Regions from separate parts of the Sus scrofa genome. Here regions 1 and 3 are each linked to region 2. The links are chromatin contacts, called in public HiChIP or PLAC-seq and promoter capture Hi-C maps. All regions are on one chromosome and are shown on one strand. Each heading gives the region's core, a stretch centred on a gene start, on an enhancer-like site or on the middle of the called end of the contact. The rest is flanking DNA. Distances are from core to core; before and after follow the strand shown.

What was found. Promoter capture Hi-C pulls out the DNA fragments that hold promoters and counts their contacts. HiChIP or PLAC-seq counts read pairs in DNA pulled down with a chosen protein or histone mark.
Region 1: a promoter capture Hi-C map of liver shows a contact between it and region 2, with 4 times the contacts expected there. The contact joins the promoter of MED25 here to the promoter of PRRG2 in region 2. A contact is called at or near these places in 1 of 5 promoter capture datasets (liver), 3 of 47 Hi-C or Micro-C datasets (heart right ventricle and liver) and 1 of 2 datasets of contacts at active chromatin or transcription factors (alveolar macrophages).
Region 3: an H3K27ac HiChIP or PLAC-seq map of alveolar macrophages shows a contact between it and region 2. The contact joins the promoter of PTH2 here to the promoter of PRRG2 in region 2. A contact is called at or near these places in 1 of 5 promoter capture datasets (fetal skeletal muscle) and 1 of 2 datasets of contacts at active chromatin or transcription factors (alveolar macrophages).

What each region holds. Positions count from the first base shown.
Region 1 is chr6:54,833,018-54,835,717 of Sscrofa11.1, reverse strand. It overlaps MED25 (mediator of RNA polymerase II transcription subunit 25), which reads right to left and starts at 1,415. Exons shown (of 19, transcript XM_003127336.5): 1 at 1,204-1,415; 2 at 1,065-1,110; 3 at 582-706. The coding sequence starts at 1,337.
Region 2 is chr6:54,634,678-54,637,557 of Sscrofa11.1, reverse strand. It overlaps PRRG2 (transmembrane gamma-carboxyglutamic acid protein 2), which reads right to left and starts at 1,578. Exons shown (of 10, transcript XM_021097559.1): 1 at 1,522-1,578; 2 at 676-754; 3 at 1-7. NOSIP (nitric oxide synthase-interacting protein) reads left to right here and starts at 1,527. Exons shown (of 9, transcript XM_003127327.5): 1 at 1,527-1,677.
Region 3 is chr6:54,504,824-54,507,523 of Sscrofa11.1, reverse strand. PTH2 (tuberoinfundibular peptide of 39 residues) reads left to right here and starts at 1,375. Exons shown (of 2, transcript XM_003127313.4): 1 at 1,375-1,953; 2 at 2,442-2,653. The coding sequence starts at 1,742. The coding sequence ends at 2,616.

The sequences.
Region 1 (2,700 bases), core at 166-2,665, 200 kb before region 2:
GGTTTGTTTTGCTTTTCAGGGCCTTGTTTTTAAGCAGCTAAATTTCAATCTGTCGCCCAACAGGAGAGAAGGAATACAATAGCTGTAAGAACTATCAACATTCCCCTTTTAGAGATAAATTATGTTAAACACAGAGAGAACCAGGACTCCTGGGTCTGGGAGTTCTGTTGGGGTATAGCCATGCGGTGGCCCCAGGCTGTCTGCACCTGCAAGAGTTTGCAATGCAAACTTATCAAAACCTGCTCCAAAGCACAAGATGCCTAGCCCAACCCCACCCCCTTTCAATCAGGCTTCACTGCGCTCAGCTGAAAAAGGAAGCCACGGGAGAAATGAAACACAAACAAAAAGGGGGGAAATCGCACGGAGAGTAGGGCCTGGGTGCTAGAGTTCCTTCCGCTTCCAAACCAGATGGCATCACCGCTGAGCACACAGAACCGGGCACACAAGTGACTTAGGACAAAACCACAATCCCAATCACAGTCCTTGTTAGCTTCCCAATGTGAGGGAATGGATCCTACAGCTCAAACCCAGGTCCCTCCCAGGGTCCCCCAACCCACCCCAAAGCCCGGAAAAGAGCTCACTTAATGCCATCCAGCCAGGTGACAAACTCATAGGCGCTGCTGGTAGGAGCGTGACATTGTACGTAGGACTCCGGAGCGCAGTCCACCGTGTTGAACACCACGAGGCTGTATTGGGTCCCCCCATACTGGCAGAGGAGGACAGAAGAACTTTTCATCTGGGACCTCAGCTGTCTTTTCTCTCAGAGAAGTGGGAGCTCCCAGCTCCCTCCTCCCTCGAACCCAGGAGTCCGCACCCGAGCCTCTCCTCCCTCGGATCCAGGAGTCCAAGCCCCCAGGCCCTTCTCCCTGGGACCCAGAAGTCCGGACCCCAACCCTCCCGCACGACTCAGGAGTCTGGAACCACCCCCCGCCCCGCTCCTTCTTCCTCAGCTCCAGCCCCCTCCTCCCGGACTCAGAGCCCGGACCCCAGCCCCTCCCCCGAGACCCAGTAGTAGGGACTCCCAGCTTCCCTCTCCCTCGACCTTCAAGAGTCCCAAGACTCACGTCTCCCCCGAAGTCGGTCTCCGCAGGAGGACCACCATTAAAATACCTGTGAGGGTCGGGGGTGAAAAGTCGGGGTGAGGCAAGAGACTGGAAAACTAAAGTCGGAGGGCGGGGTTGGAGTCGCGGAAACCTCACTCACTCGATGGCGGGGAGCAGGTAGTGCTTTCGAAGCCCCTCGAAGTAGGGCCCCAGGTTAGCTGTGCCCTCAATCACAAACACCACGTCAGCTACGAGGCCCCCGGCGCGCGCCGGGCCCTCCGACCCGAGTACCATGCCCCGCGCCCCAGCCGCCGCTGCCGTTGCCGCCGTCGCCGTCTCCGCCACCGCGGGATGAGCGCAAGTGCGCCTGCGCCGCGCCCGCGCCTGCGCCGGACGGCCTCGCGCCCCTGACGCCGCGCCTGCGGCCATGTTTGTGCGGGGCACTCAGGGCGCGTCGGTTGATCTCCATCCTCCTTCGTACCAACCTTGTGCAAGCCTCCAAAAGGACCTAGAGAACCCCTTCGGGGGCCTGGTGTAAAGATTAATTATTGGCAGGACGTAGAGAACGAAATATATTGAGAGCGGCGCTTCGGCCGCCATCTTTGAGCGGGGCGGCTCTTCCGACACTAGTTTCACTGGGAGGGTCGGAAGATCTAGTTGCCATGCAACGCGCACGCTGCCCTGGTTTTCTGACAGAGATTAGGTTTTCAGCTAAATTCTTTCTGGCTCCCAGGGAACCGGGAGGGGGGGGTGGGTCGTGTGCAGGGTCCAATCACCTAGTCTGAAACAGGGTTACTAGGCAACGCTTTAAAGGGGCAATCGACTCTGGAGAGAGTGCAGCTGTTTTTTTTCCCTGAAGAGACGGCTCACTCCAACCCCAGTGGTGGTTGCTAAGTAACACCTGATAGTTGTTTTCTGGGCGAGAGGCCAGAAACCGGCCTAGATCTGAAATACGTTCCAGGTGGATTAAAAATGCAAATGAAACCATAACACTGTATAATCTTGAAGACTGGAAAAAAGAGTTTATCATTGCAGCAAAGCCAGAAAACGTAAAATACAGATCTGTTTCTCCGCAAAAGACTCCATAAACCAAGTTGAAAACGATCTATAAACCGGGAAAGTCGTTGGAACTTAAGTGTTGACAGAAATTTACTACACAGATACATTTTACTAATTAATAGAAACTTAGGAAAATAATACTTTTTTTAGGTGGGGAAGGAAAATATTGCAGGCTTTTCCCACCCACAAAACCTATTTTAAAATATCGAGTAATGGACTTCTCCTCGTGGCTCAGTGGTTAACAAACCCCACTAGTATCCATGAGGATGTGCTTTCGATCCCTGGTCTCACTCAGTGGGCTAACAGTCGGCTTTGCCATGAGCTTGTAGGTCAAAGATGCAGCGCAGATCCTGAGTTGCTGTGGAGTAGGCTGGTGACTACAGCTCATATAGGACCCCTAGCCTGGAAACTTCCATATGGGGGGGGTGCTAAAAAGAAAAAAAAAAAGAAAAAGGGAGTAAATCTCTGAAAGCCACTCATCTTCGATTAAATAATACTGGAGTTCCCCTGTGGTGCAGCGGGTTAAGGACCCCCTGTTGTCATTGCAGCAGCTGGGGTCGCTGCTGTGGTAGGGGTTCAATCCCTGGCCTGGAAACTT
Region 2 (2,880 bases), core at 329-2,828:
GTGGACGCTAGGAACCAGGTGTGGTTAGTTAGACGACAAACACCTCAGGGCCTGGAGAATGAGGCGAGGTCTCTCTGACCCACTCTGTGGTCCACGAATGACGGGAATAATACAGACACTTAGGTAGCCTGTATTCTGGGCCAGACACTGTTTGAGGTCGTTTACCTCTATTCACTCAGTCTCATTTTCACAGCAGTGCTATCATTATCTCCATTTGATAGATGAGAACATTGAGGCACAGAGAGGTCAAAGAATTTGCCCACATTCATACAGGGTGCAATTCAGAGGCAGGATTTCAACAAAGGCAACGTCCCTCCAGGGACCAGAGCTAGGAGCTTATCTTTTTCTCTGCTGTGTCTGCAGTATCCAGCACGGGTTTGGGCACACAGTAGGTGCTCATAAACATGTCCACTGAGGGGCATTCCTGCCTTCCCTGGTAATTTCCATGTACACCCGCCTCTCTCTGTGCTCATTGCCACATCCACCCGCGGAGATCAAAGATGACAGGAGAGGTATAGAGCGGAGGCCTATATCCTTGGGTCCAGGAGGAGGAGGAAGGAGCAGGGGTCCTGGGCTCCTGGGTTTGGAGGCTCCGACTTCTGGATCTCAGAAGAACGGGGAGCCAGATCGCCAGGGTCCCCAAGCCAGGCTCTGCCTCCAAGGGTATTCACTTACCTGCCCAGACTTGTGAACAGTGTCCCCTCCTTCTTAATAGGGGCCTCCTGGGCCAGCTGCGGCCAGCTGTGAAGAGGGGCTGGGGAGAGGGGAGGGGAGAGGAAGGAGGGGTGCCTTACTCTCTATAGTCGGCACAATCCAGGTTTCTGGCCAGAGGGGCGGGGTTTGTGATTACCTGCCTTGGGCGGGACTCAGGTAAGGGACTAAGTATTTAAAGGGACCTTATGATTAAGGGCCACGGTCCAGAGCCTTTAGGAGGGCCAGCCTCTCCGACACAGTGGGGGCACTTAGGGAGTTGGATATGCAGCTTCCCTCCTCCTATCCAATCCCCCCACCCCCACCCCGCCCCAAGAGCCCGCCAGTGAGAGCTGGGAACTAAACATCTAGGGCTCCAGATATCTAGAGATGTCAATACCTAGAAACTGACAGGGAAACTGCCTTAGTGAGAAATGTACGCCTTGGCCCCTGGGGGTGGGAGGTGAGTATGCGGTAATAAATTCCTGTTTCCTGAGGTAATTTGAAAGGCTTTGACTTCCGACTGCTCCAATGCTCCATGTGTAAAGTGGGGACAGTGGAGTTATCCCTTCTCTATTAACTCTTATTTTGCAGCAGAAAAGTGGATGATATCCTTGGGTAAGCCGGCTTTCCAGTCACTGGGCGAAGTGGTTAGTCCTTAGACACAGCCTTAGAGAGACGCGAAGCCTCGGTACCAGCAGGAAATCGCCCGCCCGGGAAACGCCTAGTATATACTAAGCGCGCCCCCTATTTACGCCAGTTTTACTGACCGGAACCTTCGAATTGCCACTCACGTTTCCGGAGGGAGGAAGAGAAGAAGGGAAGACTTACCTAGCCAGAAGAGAGACCTCCGCAACTAGGGGCAGATCTACTTCCTGTCTCTTCCGCCGGCCGGAAGTGTGTAGAGCGGGGAGGGAAAACAGCGCTCCTTTCCGGTGTAGGGGCACAGTTGAAGCCGCTTCGGAGGGAGAAGGCGTTGTTTGTAAGGTGAGTTCCAGGGGGTGGCGGGATGGCGTTACTGCGATCGTCTTCGCGTAGGCTAGAGTCTCGGGGTCCCAAGGGAGAGTGGGACAGGATTTTGAATTTCCGACTTCCCGACAGTCATTAGTGGAACGCTCTAGGCGCTCCAAGTTTGAAGCTGAACTACAAGTCCCAGAAATCTTTGGAGGTACCCAAACCTTCAGTTCTCTGGAGAGTTTTAGTTTCACTACGGACGGATGGGCCGGGGTTCCCGGGGAAAGGAGGGGACTGGTGTTCTAGAGAGTCTAAGACGTGAAAATTGAGGAAGAGCACCCCTTTCCTGCCCTTAGTTTCCCAGATTGTGATGCGGAGGGCGGCGGGGGATATTGTGCAGTCGCCTGTCGCCGCCTCTCTGCACCTTTTTGACAGCCTTCCCTCTCGGAGTTGCTGTAGGGTTTACCATTTTCCTCTATGGAGCTTTGGGGATTGGCTGTCCTGGTTTCATATCCCTACGGGGCTGCTGATGGGGTACGAACTTGGATTTGATGGGTCCTTTACAGCAATTTTCCTTTAATACTGGAAAAAGGTTCAAACATGTAAAAGTGAGAGAGTAACATAAGAATTCCGTAGTTCCCGTCGTGGCTCAGCAGTTAGCCAGCCCGACTAGCATCCACGAGGACGCAGGTTTGATCCCTGGCCTTGCTCAGTGGGTGAAGGATCCAGCGTTGCTGTGAGCTGTGGTATACGGATCGGGCGTGGCTGTGGCGTAGCGACAGCTATAGCACCAGTTCGACCCCCAGCCTGGGAACTTCCATATGTCGCAGGTGCGGCCCTAAAAAAAAAGTTTCATTTGCTTGAATTGGGATCCTTTCGAGTCATGTTATGTCTCTTTTTAAATTGCTTTTAATTTTGAACAGTCTCTCCTCCATCCTACCCAGTTTTTCTCTTAATGCAATTGATTCTTTGAAGAAACTGGGTTAGTTATTCTTTTTTTAATCCCATCATCTGAAACCCTTTTCACTTCTTTGAAATGGTAGTGTCTTTTCCTTTATTCCCCCCCACACACACACACTCTAGGCAGCCGCTCACCTACTTTCTCTGTCTCCATGGATTAACCTAATCTGGATATTTCACATAAATGGAGTCATTTTTTTCTCTGATCACATCCACTGCAGTTGCCACTTGCGTTGCTGCTTGGGCCACAGCTGCGCAGCCCCGCATCCTTAACCC
Region 3 (2,700 bases), core at 126-2,625, 130 kb after region 2:
TAGAAGGAGATTGGGATTTCTGAGCCTTGTGTCACCTGGAGGTAGGGGTGTGGGGGTCTGGATTCCTCAGCCTTTGGGAGGAGAGAGCTGTGGGGCAGGACTCAGGTCTCTGCTTATTGAGGATGGAGCTGGGGTCCCAAGGTCTCAGGGGCTGGCCTGAGAGCAGAGATGCCTAGGTCTGTGGTCAGGTCGAGGTGGGGCTGGCAGATCCCCAAATGGGACAGGATCACTTGGGGTTCTGGGGGCTCTTACCTTCTCAGTGGGGTCCAAGATAACAACAGGTGAGCAGAGCTGGATACGGAGATCGGTGACTACTGCAGAATGGCTCTGGGCGGGATGGCAGGAGGTGGGGTCCCAGGAGCACAGGTGACGCATCTGACCCCCTCCCTGGGGATGCTGGGAGCCTAGCAACAGGCTTGGGCTTTTAAAGGGACAGAGGTAAAGGACTTTGACTCTGGATTGGGGAAGGGACTTAGGGACTGGATCTGGCCAATCAAGCTGCCTTCTGTGGCAAAGCACGGGCCGAGCTCTCTGCCCTCTCCTAAGCCTGAACGCAAGAATCCAGGTCTCTGCTAGTCTCTCACTTCAAGACCCAGGAGTCGCACCTCAAGACATCTTTGCTCAGGTCCAGAAATCCAGGTCCCCAGGCCTCCTCTCTGGGGAACTAGGAGGCCAGGTTCCCATGTCCTGTCAATCACAGACCTAGACTGCTACTGCCCTTTGGGGTTTCCTTTGCCTACCATTCCATTATGAGAGCCATGTCTTAAGATCCAACTGGGGGATCTGGGCCTTACCTTCACACCACATCCAAATTTCCCCCGGGAAGGCCTTGGACACATCCTCAGGGTAGTCAGGTCCTCTCTGTCTCTTACCCCTCTTCGCCGTGTCTCTAAGACGTCCCGGATTTTGCCAGCACTAGACTTGCGGTCACACCCACTTCCACACATACCCTTTGCCTTCTCTTGCACCCCCCATCTCTCACGCCTGCTGCATCTGCAAAATGCAGAACTTCCCAGGCAAGGGATCCAACCCATGCCACATCCATGACCCCAAGCCACGGCAGTGACAATGGCAGATCCCTAACCCGCTAAGCCACCAGGGAACTCCTCTCACACTATCTTTAATCCAGGTTCTCATCCTGCCTGGATTTATCGCTGGATAGCTCTGTCCAGGCTGCTGTCCTTCTCTGTCCTTCTGCCTTTCTGAGAGCACTTTACCTCATCCCTCCATCTCTAGCTGGCTCTCTTGGTTCCTTCCTCACTCTTTTCTCTCATCCTTTCTTTCCTTTTCTCTGTCATTCTTTGTCCTTCCCTCTTCTGGTTACTTCATCTCTTTGTTTCTCTGCTTCTCCTCATCAGTCCCTCCTCTGTTGCTTCCCCTCTCTTTCTCTCTCTGCATCTCTGGCTTCTGCTCTGATGGTCCTTCCGCAGGCCTCTATTTTTATCCCTCTGACACACCCCCTGTGTCCACTTCTCTGTCTGTCTGTCTCTCCCCCTCCCGATTCTCTCGGGTCCCAGCTCCTGGTCCCAATTAGTGGGTGGCCGCCAAGGCAGCGGTGAGGCCCCCACCCCCGGCTCATTACCGCTGGCAGCTCCTAATGAGCCTGAGGGGGGCTGACCCCGCGCCCCCGGCCCCCTGGTCTGCGTCATTGCCCACTGCGGGGGTTGTGAAAGCGATATAAGGGGGCTGCCAGCCTCGCTGCCTGCGGAGCCCATTGTGCGGTAGGAGGGGGGGCCTGCAAATGGGCTGCTGGGAGTGGCTGGATGGTGGGGCAGGGGTTCTGGGCCAGAACATGGGCCTCATTGAGCTCTTTCCTGTCTCTCCACAGGTGATGGAGACCCACCAGGTACCCAGGAGCCCCCGGGTGCGGCTGCTGCTGCTGCTCCTGCTGCTTGTGCCCTGGGGCCACCACGCTGCTTCAGGAATCGCCCTGCCCCCCGCGGGGGTCTTCAGGTACAGCGATGTCCAGGTCTCTCAGGAAGGGGTGGGGACTCAGTGGTGGGAAGAGACCCAAAGAGAATGGGGAGGGACTCAGTGGAACAGTGACCTAGAGGGAGGAGGACAGAGATGCGGGGTGGACAGAGAATGAGCAAGAAAAAGATACCAAAGGATTCTGAGAAGGGCTTTGAGAGACTTGAAAGCAGGAACAGATTTGTCTCTTGAGCAGCGTTTATTGGGTCTCCGGTGTGTGCCAGGCATGCGCTGAGTGCTGGGACCGGACAGGTGCATCAGACTCGATTTCTGTACTCAAGCAGCTCCAAATCTGGTGAACATAATAGAGACAGAGACCCACACAGAGAAAGAGAGAGACGGGAGGACAGAGAGAGACGGCGCAGTAACAGGGCTTCCAGTTAGCCCGAGAGGAGGACAGGAGGCTGCAGGCGGCGGGCGGCGGGCCGGGGGGCGCCGACACTCGGTAACCTCTCTCCATTTCCCCGCAGACTCCGCACCCCCGACGGGGCTTGGGCGGGTCCCGCTACCCCGCAGTCGAGGCGGAGCTTGGCGCTGGCGGACGACGCGGCCTTTCGGGAGCGCGCGCGGCTGCTGGCCGCCCTCGAGCGCCGCCACTGGCTGAACTCGTACATGCACAAGCTGCTGGTGCTGGACGCGCCCTGAGCGCCCTGCCCGCCCCACCTTAATAAAGACCCTGCTGTTCGGATAGCGTCTCCTTCCTGTGCGTCCAGTGTGTGTGTGTGGGGG